3 separate regions of the Mus musculus genome follow, and regions 2 and 3 are each linked to region 1. Evidence: chromatin contacts called from public HiChIP or PLAC-seq and capture Hi-C data. All regions are on one chromosome and are shown on one strand. Each heading gives the region's core, a stretch centred on a gene start, on an enhancer-like site or on the middle of the called end of the contact. The rest is flanking DNA. Distances are from core to core; before and after follow the strand shown. Region 1 overlaps Rgs9 (regulator of G-protein signaling 9). Region 2 overlaps Fam20a (family with sequence similarity 20, member A). Region 3 overlaps Wipi1 (WD repeat domain, phosphoinositide interacting 1).

Region 1 (2,921 bases), core at 236-2,735:
CTGTCTGACGTATTTGAGACAAAGAAACGTGGAGGGAACTTTCTAACACGCCATTGACATTTGTTTACAAGGCTTCTTTTGGTGTTCACAGGTGCCATCTTATTTTAACTTGGTGTGGCAGAAAGGCTCGGGGTCATAGTCCTTGTCCCTCCTGATCTTTTTAGTTGGGAAATGGAGGCTCGGAGAGGCTAACACTACTTGGTCAGGGTCACTTGGTTGGGCTAGAATGACTCAATTCTATTCAGCATAACACTTTTGTGTTTCTAGTGGGTTCCAGCCCTAAGCTGAGCCCAGGAGCAAGGAGATGGAATTGTCTCTTTCCCCAGCCCCTCCATGCCCTCTGCTACTTCTGTGCTCTGAGTGGGACAATCTCAGCCACCCACACCCTGACAAAACCCTTCCAGGAGCTGCCGCTCAGAGCTGTCTCAGTGGCTCCCACTTTCCTCCTCCAGAAGTCCTAGATAAGTCTGAGTACCCAGACTCTTCAGAGATTCCTCTCCTCACTTGAGGCTCTGTGGGACAGGGAATTCCTAAAAGACTCCTTTCTTCTGAGACACCAGTGTCCCCTTAACTCCATGACTTAACTCATGGATTTTAGATGTGGAATCCTACCACAAAACTAGATGGGCCATGTGGGCTTGCCTGTAGAGAGAGTTTTTGTCATGCTGAGCCCCTCCCGCTGTGTGTGTGTGTGTGTGTGTGTGTGTGTTCTTCCTCTTCCTTTTTTTCCTCCTCTTGTGGCTATGTGACTTGCTCATTCTTTTGTGGCCCAGCCTCGTAAATTACACACGCTATGCCCGACACTCTAGTGGTGGAAGTCAGCATAAAACTCCACCTGGTTCTAAGCGGGAGGGGAAACAGACCCCTCCATCCACAGGAAGGGCCTGGAGACACATTTCTGAATCACTACAGAGACCGTTTTTGATTTTGCTTCTGTTTTCATAATGTTTTCTCACAGTACGAACACCACAGGCAAGTCTGTATTTACTTGAGTACTCTTGCAACGCTTAGACTAAAAACCACTCAAAGGCTGGAGCTATGTTTTGACTCCCAGTAATTGGAACATAGTAGGAGATCAATAAATCCATGAATGAGCAGAAGATTAAACAAATGGAATTGTGAAAAAAAAAGTCACATGAGCAACTCGATGAATTCCTTATTTACTGGCTCTTTGGGATCTGTCACAGCTCTCCTGACCTCCGCACAGTGCTGCTGCTGAGCAAGTCCAGACAGGCCAGCTGGTCTCATTAAAGATGGGCTCCATTTACAAGGCTGGCTAGTATTATAGAAACCACGCAAACCTCAGGGTGCTTGTGGTCCATCCTCCCGAGGACTCCGGCTGGTTACGCTGGTAGAAAATCCATTAGGTTGTTAAGGGGAATAGGGGCAACAATGTTTCTATTTAATTTCCAGAGGAGGTTGGTAGAACACCCTCCTGGAATGGCTGCGCTGCTCACCCATCTGGCTCTCTGGATGCTATTATGCTCTTCACAGAACATTAACGAGGAAGTAAATCCACCACCTCTGTGTGAGGAGGGTGTTTGCGTCATCTCGTGTTGCCCGTTGCCTGGGAAAACAGACGTTAATAAATGTGAGCACAGCTAGCCTTGGAAGTGGGACTGGTGCTCTTGGCGTGATAATGAGTACTTCTTCCCTTCCGGAGGGGGAGGCCCGGCATCACTTCCTCCTGCGGTGGCAAAGGGGAGATGATTAGACAAAACAGGATAACCTTTTACAGTCCCCAGCAGGACTGAGAAAAGGCTATGACTTGTCACCGCCTCACTGGAGGGACAGGGAAGGACAAACAGGAGAAAAATAGGACTTCCTGAGACACTCGTTGCTCCAGCATAGCTCTGGTGTGGATTGTTACCCATCTGCCTGTTGGGATGTTGATTATCTTGTTTGCTGAAGCAGGGAAACCAGTATGAAGTCAGGGAGGCCACTGGGTCACATGATCATCTCTGCTCGCTTCGTAGTGACTTTGGTGACAGATCTGATTCTGGAGCTGGTCATGGTGACAGCACCTAAGTCATGCAGCCCAGTACCATGAAGAAGTGGAACACATTCTCAATTCCCAGAGAGGATGCAGCAGCCCACCCCCCCCGCCCCCACATACAGGGCCTTCCACTCCTCCTCTTCCTTCATCTTTTGTACTTAACAGTGAGTGACAGACTGTTAAGGAGCCCACCAAGACAAAGGGACCTCACCAAGTTGCTAGGATCGAATGAGTCCATGCATGTTGGAACGGTACCCGGAGCAAAAGAGTGATGTGCTATTGGCAGTGCTTGCTGTGTTTTTTATGTACATTCTTTGAGCAGGTGGGGAAAGCGGTCCAGGTCATCAGGAATGGGGGTCATCTTAGACCTTAAGATGTGAAGCACTGCTCGCCCTGAGCCTAGCTTTTGTGTTGTTTTAGGACTGGAAAGGAAAGGAACAAAGCCGACAGGTACGCGCTGGACTGCCAGGAGAAGGCGTATTGGCTGGTGCACCGAAGTCCGGTAAGTAAGGCTTCCCTTTCTCCCCTGACTCCTCCCCATTCTGTGCTCACCGCAGCACAGCTGCCTCTGGCTTCCCACCTTCTTGTCGCCAACAAGAGTTGAACTGGATTATCTGGTGTGGGCTGCCTTGTGCTGTGTCTTCTTGGTGGGGTCCTTACAGCTTGTCTGTCAGTGTTAAGTACCAAGCAACGGGAATCGACTCATCTTTTGTGAGGGTTTGGAATTTTTGTTGTTGAGGTTTAAGGAAATAAGAAGATCTGGGAACACAGGTCCCGAATGAGAAAAAAAACAAGACACTGAGAGCAGAGATGATGTCCTGTGCATCTCCAGACAGACAGACAGACACAGATGTCCTGTGCATCTCCAGCTCTGTCTTTTCCTCCCTGGTCCAGGTCAGCAGCTGGGAAGGGAGGAAGACAGGAG
Region 2 (2,921 bases), core at 149-2,648, 440 kb before region 1:
CTACCCCGCTCCACTCTCCCCAGAGCCTCCAAACAAGAATTCAGATTAATGAAGACCTTAACTCCAGCTCATGCAGAGCATGTTTCTACTGAGAGCCTGGCCTCTATTCTCCAGATCGGGGAGACGAAGTAGGGAGGGGAGGTGTCTAAGCTATTGGGTTTATGACGGTTCCTAGGACAATGGTAAGACATGAACACCGTGCTACTGTTTGATCTAGTGAGTGGAGGAAACAGGATGAGAGTTCTATACAAAGCTGCCCAGAGTCAGGCACATAGCTAGCCATACCAGGAGTTGGCACCAGAATCATGTCTGTAACAGCCACCTCCCGAGCCTCACCCCTGTCCAGTGTCCTCTGATGTCCAGAGACCATTGCCTGGACTCTTCAGGAATGTCTTCTCTGACAACACCCCGACTGGTTCTTCTGTTCCTTCTGCCCACATATGCCACAAGGTTTCGCATGCTCATCCGCTATGCCCACCCATCACTTCATGGAGCTTGGAGTGAGGCATGCAGATAAATGGCCACTGGCTCTTTGGCATTGAAAGCTTACACCCAATCACCAACCCTCCAGACATCTGTTTCAAGGCTTGCCATGGGGTTGATCCCACGTAAATATCTGTGGAATGCGTAATTGTGAACAGATGACACCAGGATTTAAGGCTATCGGTAGCTGATTACGTCCTACCGAAAAAGCCTTTGGATAAAATAGATCCCAACTGTGAAGTCACCCCCAACTATGACTTGCTGACTCCTATAAAAGCCTAAAGCAAAACCACCCCCGAAGAGCCAGTGCAAGGTTTGGATCTGGGTTTGTTTCCTACGGTAGGAGCCTGAACGAAATCAAGTCCAGACCCGAGACGGAGGCAAGAAGGAAAGTTGAGAAGGTGTCATTTGCTAAGCTGAAGGACTTTCTTTAGCATCTTATGCTTTCTTAGGAAGAGCAGCCAAGAAGCCTTGCATGAAATAAAAAATGGGAAACTCAGGGGCTTTGAGGTTGCCAAAGCCGCCCCTGCCCCGCCCCTGGGCAGGTGCCCACCTATATTTTTCTTATGATTATTCATTAAGCTGGAAGCTGATGAGAAGCTTCGAATTGTGCTGAAGTATTGCCTGTGTATGGCTGAAAGCCCAGTGGGGTTACCATTCTAAACAGCTGTGGCTTTGGTGGAACAGAAGATACTGGGCACAAATTACTACCTGTAATTATGGGCAGGCACTCATGTATGCGCCTAATGAAAACCACAGTATGGAAAAAACACTTAGCTCTGTTTGGGCCGTCACTTGGCACAACGTCCCATGGCTGAAAGTGGGAAATCGGGCCAGAACTGAGTTTGAGGGCTTCAGGGAGAAGCCAGTGCCCAAGACTTTCCACCCGTACGTAGAGCCTGGCTTTAGGGGCCAAGCCCTGGGGGCAGCCAGGAGAATTTGGCTGGAGCAACAAGAGACCAAATGGAGTCCCAGCAAGGGCCTCTTTTATTGGATTCACTAGTAATAAGCCAGATAATAAATTTGTGGAGCCACAGGAAACAGAGCAGTGAGGAACTGCGGTTCCCAAGAAGTCCTGTGCCTGTGATAAACCCAGCAAAATACAGAAATGCTGGCAAAGGGGCCGGGGAGACGCCTGGGTGGGGAGAGCTCAGTCAGCTCAGTGGTACACGCCTGTAATTTTAACACTGGGGAGGCAGAGACAAGGGGGACTCCCTGGGACTTGCTGGCTGGCCAGTTGGGACAAATGGATGCGCTCCAAGTTCAGTCCGAGAACCCGTCTTAAGAAGAAAAAAGGGAGGGGAAACCAACTGAGAAAGACACCTGATGTTGACTTCCGGCCTCTGTATCCATATGCATGTTTGCACATGTGTGCACATGTGCGCATGTGTGTGTGTGTGTGTGTGTGTGTGTGTGTGTATCTGTCTGTCTGTCTCTGTCTCTCTCAAGCACACACACACACACACACACACACACACACACACACACACACACACGACGGCATAGATAGAAGCATATGCCTGAGAAACGGGATCATAAAAAGCATGGTGGCCTGGATTTATTTTACCACACTGGGGGTCAAATCCAAGCTAGACCCCCCCCTTGCCTTGTTCGAACTCCAGCACTAAGCCCAAGGCATCCACCCAGGAAAAGCAAAGCTGTTGATCTGCTAGGCTAAGCACAGCTCTCAGACACTAATAAAAGCCTGTTTCAATCTCCAGCATTTGGGTCATCAGTAAACATTTTTGATGATGCTGACCAACAATAAAATCTACACAAAGGGACAGGTCATCTCTCCTGGCTTACCTAGTCACATGTCCTGGGGGGGGGTGTCTCCGTTTCAGAGCAGTTGAGATGGGCATATTTGTAGCTTTCCGGCCTTTTTCTCTTTAAGAGTAGAAAAGTCCCAGATCCTGTAGGAAGGCTGCAGATCTGTTCTCACAGCTCAGCTCCTGGCCTTTCTTACCCTGAGAAGAATTATGCACCACCAATGATGTTTATTTCTGCATCCTGGGCTCCCCTGAGCATTCAGGAAAGAGTCAGACTGAGTGACCCCAATTCTGTAATCAAATCTAGCCTCTTATATTAACCAAAGTTTCCTTGCGGGGGATGTTTAACTGGGGTCACTGTATCCCACTGAGTTCAGGTAGGATCCACACTTCCCCTTAAATTATGCAAATTTGCATTCTGAGCATATGTTCACCCTCTTAGGAAATAGTTCATTAGACTTGCAAAGTACTCCTTGCATTCCTCAGGATACACTGGTTTCAGGAGTCGGAGAAAAACAATTCAAGGTAGCGGGACTAGGAAACAGAAGTAGGGGCTGGACAAACCAAACCTTGGAGGAGAGAGCTACCTTTGGCCTGACTCTGTTCTTGCTCACCACAGCACCCCTGCCTGTCCCTATTCTTGCTCTCCAGAGCTTGCCTGCATTCATC
Region 3 (2,921 bases), core at 295-2,794, 320 kb before region 1:
TATAGCGCTCCTCTCCCTCCTTACGATCTTTCTACCCCTTCTTCTGTCCTGTTCTGTGAGCCTTGGGGTAGAGGACGGTTCTCACAGCTGCCCCAGTTTGGACTGAGTACTCAGTGATCACTTAGTCTCAGTACTTTGCTCACTTCCGGGTCCGCCCTGCCTGGTGATCAGGCCGAGGATGACGGCAGCGCTGATCTATATGTACCAGCATAAATATTTAGGAGGCAGTTTGACCACACATCCCTAGGCAAGACCACAGGAGAACGTTCCTTCTAGAGCCTGTGACCTCCAAAGCTCTGGATTTTTGATCAGCTTTTCAGTCTCAGGCATAAATCCTCTCTTGTAGCGTAGGTCTCAGATTCTATTCAAAAGCTGCCGGCTGTCTCCATAACCTTTGCACCGCCATTGCCACAGTAGGTCATTCTTGTCTCTTAGGTTGGTATTGTAACATGCAGGGTTGCCCACTGGGCTATACGACTGATGGCCTTTCTCCTCTGGTGGCCTGCATGGAGGAAGTTTCCAGGACAGTTCAAGCCTGATTTCCTTGTATCCCGGTACGTTAAACATCAGTACTATTATCTTACCATGTAGTTACGTCAAGCAACCAAACGCCTGTGTTTGGGGGGTACTTCAGGGTTCTCGCTGACCAATGACTTATAGAGAGCTGTCTTATGTCTGAGATAGAGATGTTCATTTAATAACCCATATCTTCTTGGGAAAGCATCTTCCACCTAGAGGGTGGCTACATTCAAACTCCCCCTTTTAAAAAAGGAAATGTTCTAAATTAGTTTACCAAGCTGTGGGTTTCCATCCATCCTTAGTTTTGGTTCAACTACCCCCGCCACTCCCATCCTCTGTATTTTCAGCTTTTGGTGCTAATGGATATTGTTAAGTGCACCCATTCATATGTAAGAGTTTTGTGTTGGCATTGCTGTCATTTCTCTCTGGTGTGCACGTGAGAGTAGAATTTCCAGGTCATGTGATAACTGTGATTAACTTCTGAGACCTCCCAGGTTGCTCTCTAACACACTGCCCCAGTTCACACCCCTGTACACAGCATCCAGTGTTTCCATCTCCTCACCTGCATTTATTAGCTTCCTCAAAAAAATTTTTTTACGTGAATGGGTGTTTTGCCTGCATGGGAATCTGTGCACCATGTGTGCCTGATGCCAGTGGGGGCCAGAAGAAGGCACCAGATTCCCCCAGAACAGAAGTTAGAGACAGCTCTGAGCTGCCACGTGGGTGCTGGGAATCAAACCTGGGTCCTCGAGAAGAGCAGCCAGTGCTCTTAACTACTGAGCCATCTCTCCATCTCTAGCTGCCCTTTGAAATTGGAGTTATTCCTAGTAATTATGAAGTGATTACTCATCTCAGGGTGTGTGTGTGTGTGTGTGTGTGTGTGTGTGTGTGTGTGTGTGTGTGTGTGTGTAAAGCTAGGTGTTCGTTTGTTTGACATGGATCTTAGGCTCTGAATCTAGGCCCTCTAGCTTATAAAGGAAGCATTCTACCCCGCCCCATTCACTATGCTTTTTTTCTTCTTTCCCCACGTGGTTGTTAGCACTTCCCTGCAAGATCACAAGCATTCGGTTCGGTCAACACAAGTTCCTCTGTACTCTGCATCTCAATCTGTCCCCTGCCACTGTCCCACCTGACACCCACCCAAACCCACGCAATCTCATTCTCTCTTCCATGTCTCGGGGCCAGAGTACCTCTGTCCACCCCCACACCCCCAGCTGCCCTTGAAATTACATCTGGAGCCCTCACAGAGTCGGGAGCCAAGGCTCAGAGAGCAGCGGGGAAGGTGGCCTCTCATGGTGCCAAAGGCCCCCGAGTGACTTTGACCAGGTAGGGGCTCGCAGCTGTGCTGGCACCTGCAGTTAAGGGCAGCCAGCCAGCCTCCTCGTGGAGTTCTGTGCAGCAAGAGATAAGCGCAGACAGAGGCCTGGCTGTATACTCAGAGGCCAGAGCAGGAAGCAGGACCTAGTTTCAAGTCATAACTGGTTTTGTACCCCCCCCCCGCCGTCTCCTCCCCTTCAGGATAAGTAAGGAGCCTTTTAGCCTGGGTCTAGCATTTTACAAATGCTTTTTATAAGAACCCACTGAATACACCAGTTTACAACAAAGCTAGCCAGCATTATTGTTTTTATTATTATCTAAGAAGATATCTCTCATATGATCTTCTTGAAGATCGTTTTCCGGTTAAGCTTTGGCTCTGGAGTTCCTACCGTGTATGACCACTAACCTCAGTCACTGGGGTGAGAAATCTCCCCTCAGTGCTGCAGGGACACTGTCCCCACCCCACCCCATTATCCTTATAATAAAAATGGCTCCTGTCACCTCCAGAGTTTCCTTGGCTTCCTTTACTTCCAAAAGATATCGAGGCATCTTACATCCAACATGTTCCGATGCAAGTTTTCTCTCAAAGGCCAGGCTTGCCGCCTCAACCAAAGTGCAGACCTCCAGTGACTTCCACTCCGAGGAGGCTCCGCCCTCCCTTATCAGCGTGGATGATGAGATAGAAAACGTTTGCCTTTCCGGTAGTTGAACGTGAAGTTCCTAGCTAACTGTATTTAATCGTACTCAGGAAAAGCTAAAGCACGCTGACCTTTCCCACTGGGAAGTCCTGTTCGGTTAGGAGTGAACTCTCACAGGGCTCCAGAGGGTAATGGGATTGGAAGAGAGCGAACCTCTGATTGAGAGCCTTGGGCTGAAAACTGTGAAAGAGAATATTCTTTGTATCCCGAGGTCTGAGTGCTCAGCAGTGGAGGGGTCACTGCCAGTGTTAAGTCGAGAGGTCTCCTGAAGGTTTTCTCGATTCAAATCCTTTGTTCAGAACGGGATTTCTTAAACTCCTCCCCCCCAACAGCCCCTTCTCAGTTCAAGAATTTTTTTTAAATGGCTCTGAGCATATATGCAGACAA

Evidence for each region. HiChIP or PLAC-seq counts read pairs in DNA pulled down with a chosen protein or histone mark. Capture Hi-C pulls out chosen DNA fragments and counts their contacts.
Region 2: a contact with region 1 is called in a capture Hi-C map of embryonic tail, with 15 times the contacts expected there. The contact joins two enhancer-like sites. A contact is called at or near these places in 3 of 39 promoter capture datasets (cranial neural crest, hematopoietic stem and progenitor cells and stem cell-derived epiblast-like cells), 1 of 115 datasets of contacts at active chromatin or transcription factors (embryonic stem cells) and 2 of 9 other capture datasets (embryonic tail and embryonic trunk).
Region 3: an H3K4me3 HiChIP or PLAC-seq map of bone marrow-derived macrophages shows a contact between it and region 1, with 6 times the contacts expected there. The contact joins two enhancer-like sites. A contact is called at or near these places in 15 of 484 Hi-C or Micro-C datasets (the CH12 cell line, Th2 cells, bone marrow-derived macrophages and 8 more), 3 of 115 datasets of contacts at active chromatin or transcription factors (the 230-238 cell line, bone marrow-derived macrophages and regulatory T cells) and 4 of 9 other capture datasets (adipose tissue, embryonic tail, embryonic trunk and 1 more).

Annotation. Positions count from the first base shown.
Region 1 is chr11:109,268,500-109,271,420 of GRCm38.p6, reverse strand. Rgs9 (regulator of G-protein signaling 9) reads left to right here. Exons shown (of 19, transcript NM_011268.2): 8 at 2,417-2,498. Among named protein-coding and RNA genes, the nearest start is that of Rgs9, 28 kb to the left of the region's middle. Within about 2 kb of position 1,485, at least 84 of the 459 cell types and tissues checked have an H3K27ac peak or open chromatin away from gene starts, as enhancers often do. A contact at or near this core is called in bone marrow-derived macrophages, embryonic tail and hematopoietic stem and progenitor cells, where this site is marked.
Region 2 is chr11:109,713,283-109,716,203 of GRCm38.p6, reverse strand. The region is part of intron 1 of Fam20a (family with sequence similarity 20, member A); the gene reads left to right. Among named protein-coding and RNA genes, the nearest start is that of Fam20a, 7.5 kb to the left of the region's middle. Within about 2 kb of position 1,398, at least 22 of the 459 cell types and tissues checked have an H3K27ac peak or open chromatin away from gene starts, as enhancers often do. A contact at or near this core is called in embryonic tail, where this site is marked.
Region 3 is chr11:109,586,809-109,589,729 of GRCm38.p6, reverse strand. The region is part of intron 4 of Wipi1 (WD repeat domain, phosphoinositide interacting 1); the gene reads left to right. All of the region lies in intron 2 of Gm39442 (a long non-coding RNA gene), which reads right to left. Among named protein-coding and RNA genes, the nearest start is that of Gm39442, 9.9 kb to the right of the region's middle. Within about 2 kb of position 1,544, at least 46 of the 459 cell types and tissues checked have an H3K27ac peak or open chromatin away from gene starts, as enhancers often do. A contact at or near this core is called in bone marrow-derived macrophages and hematopoietic stem and progenitor cells, where this site is marked.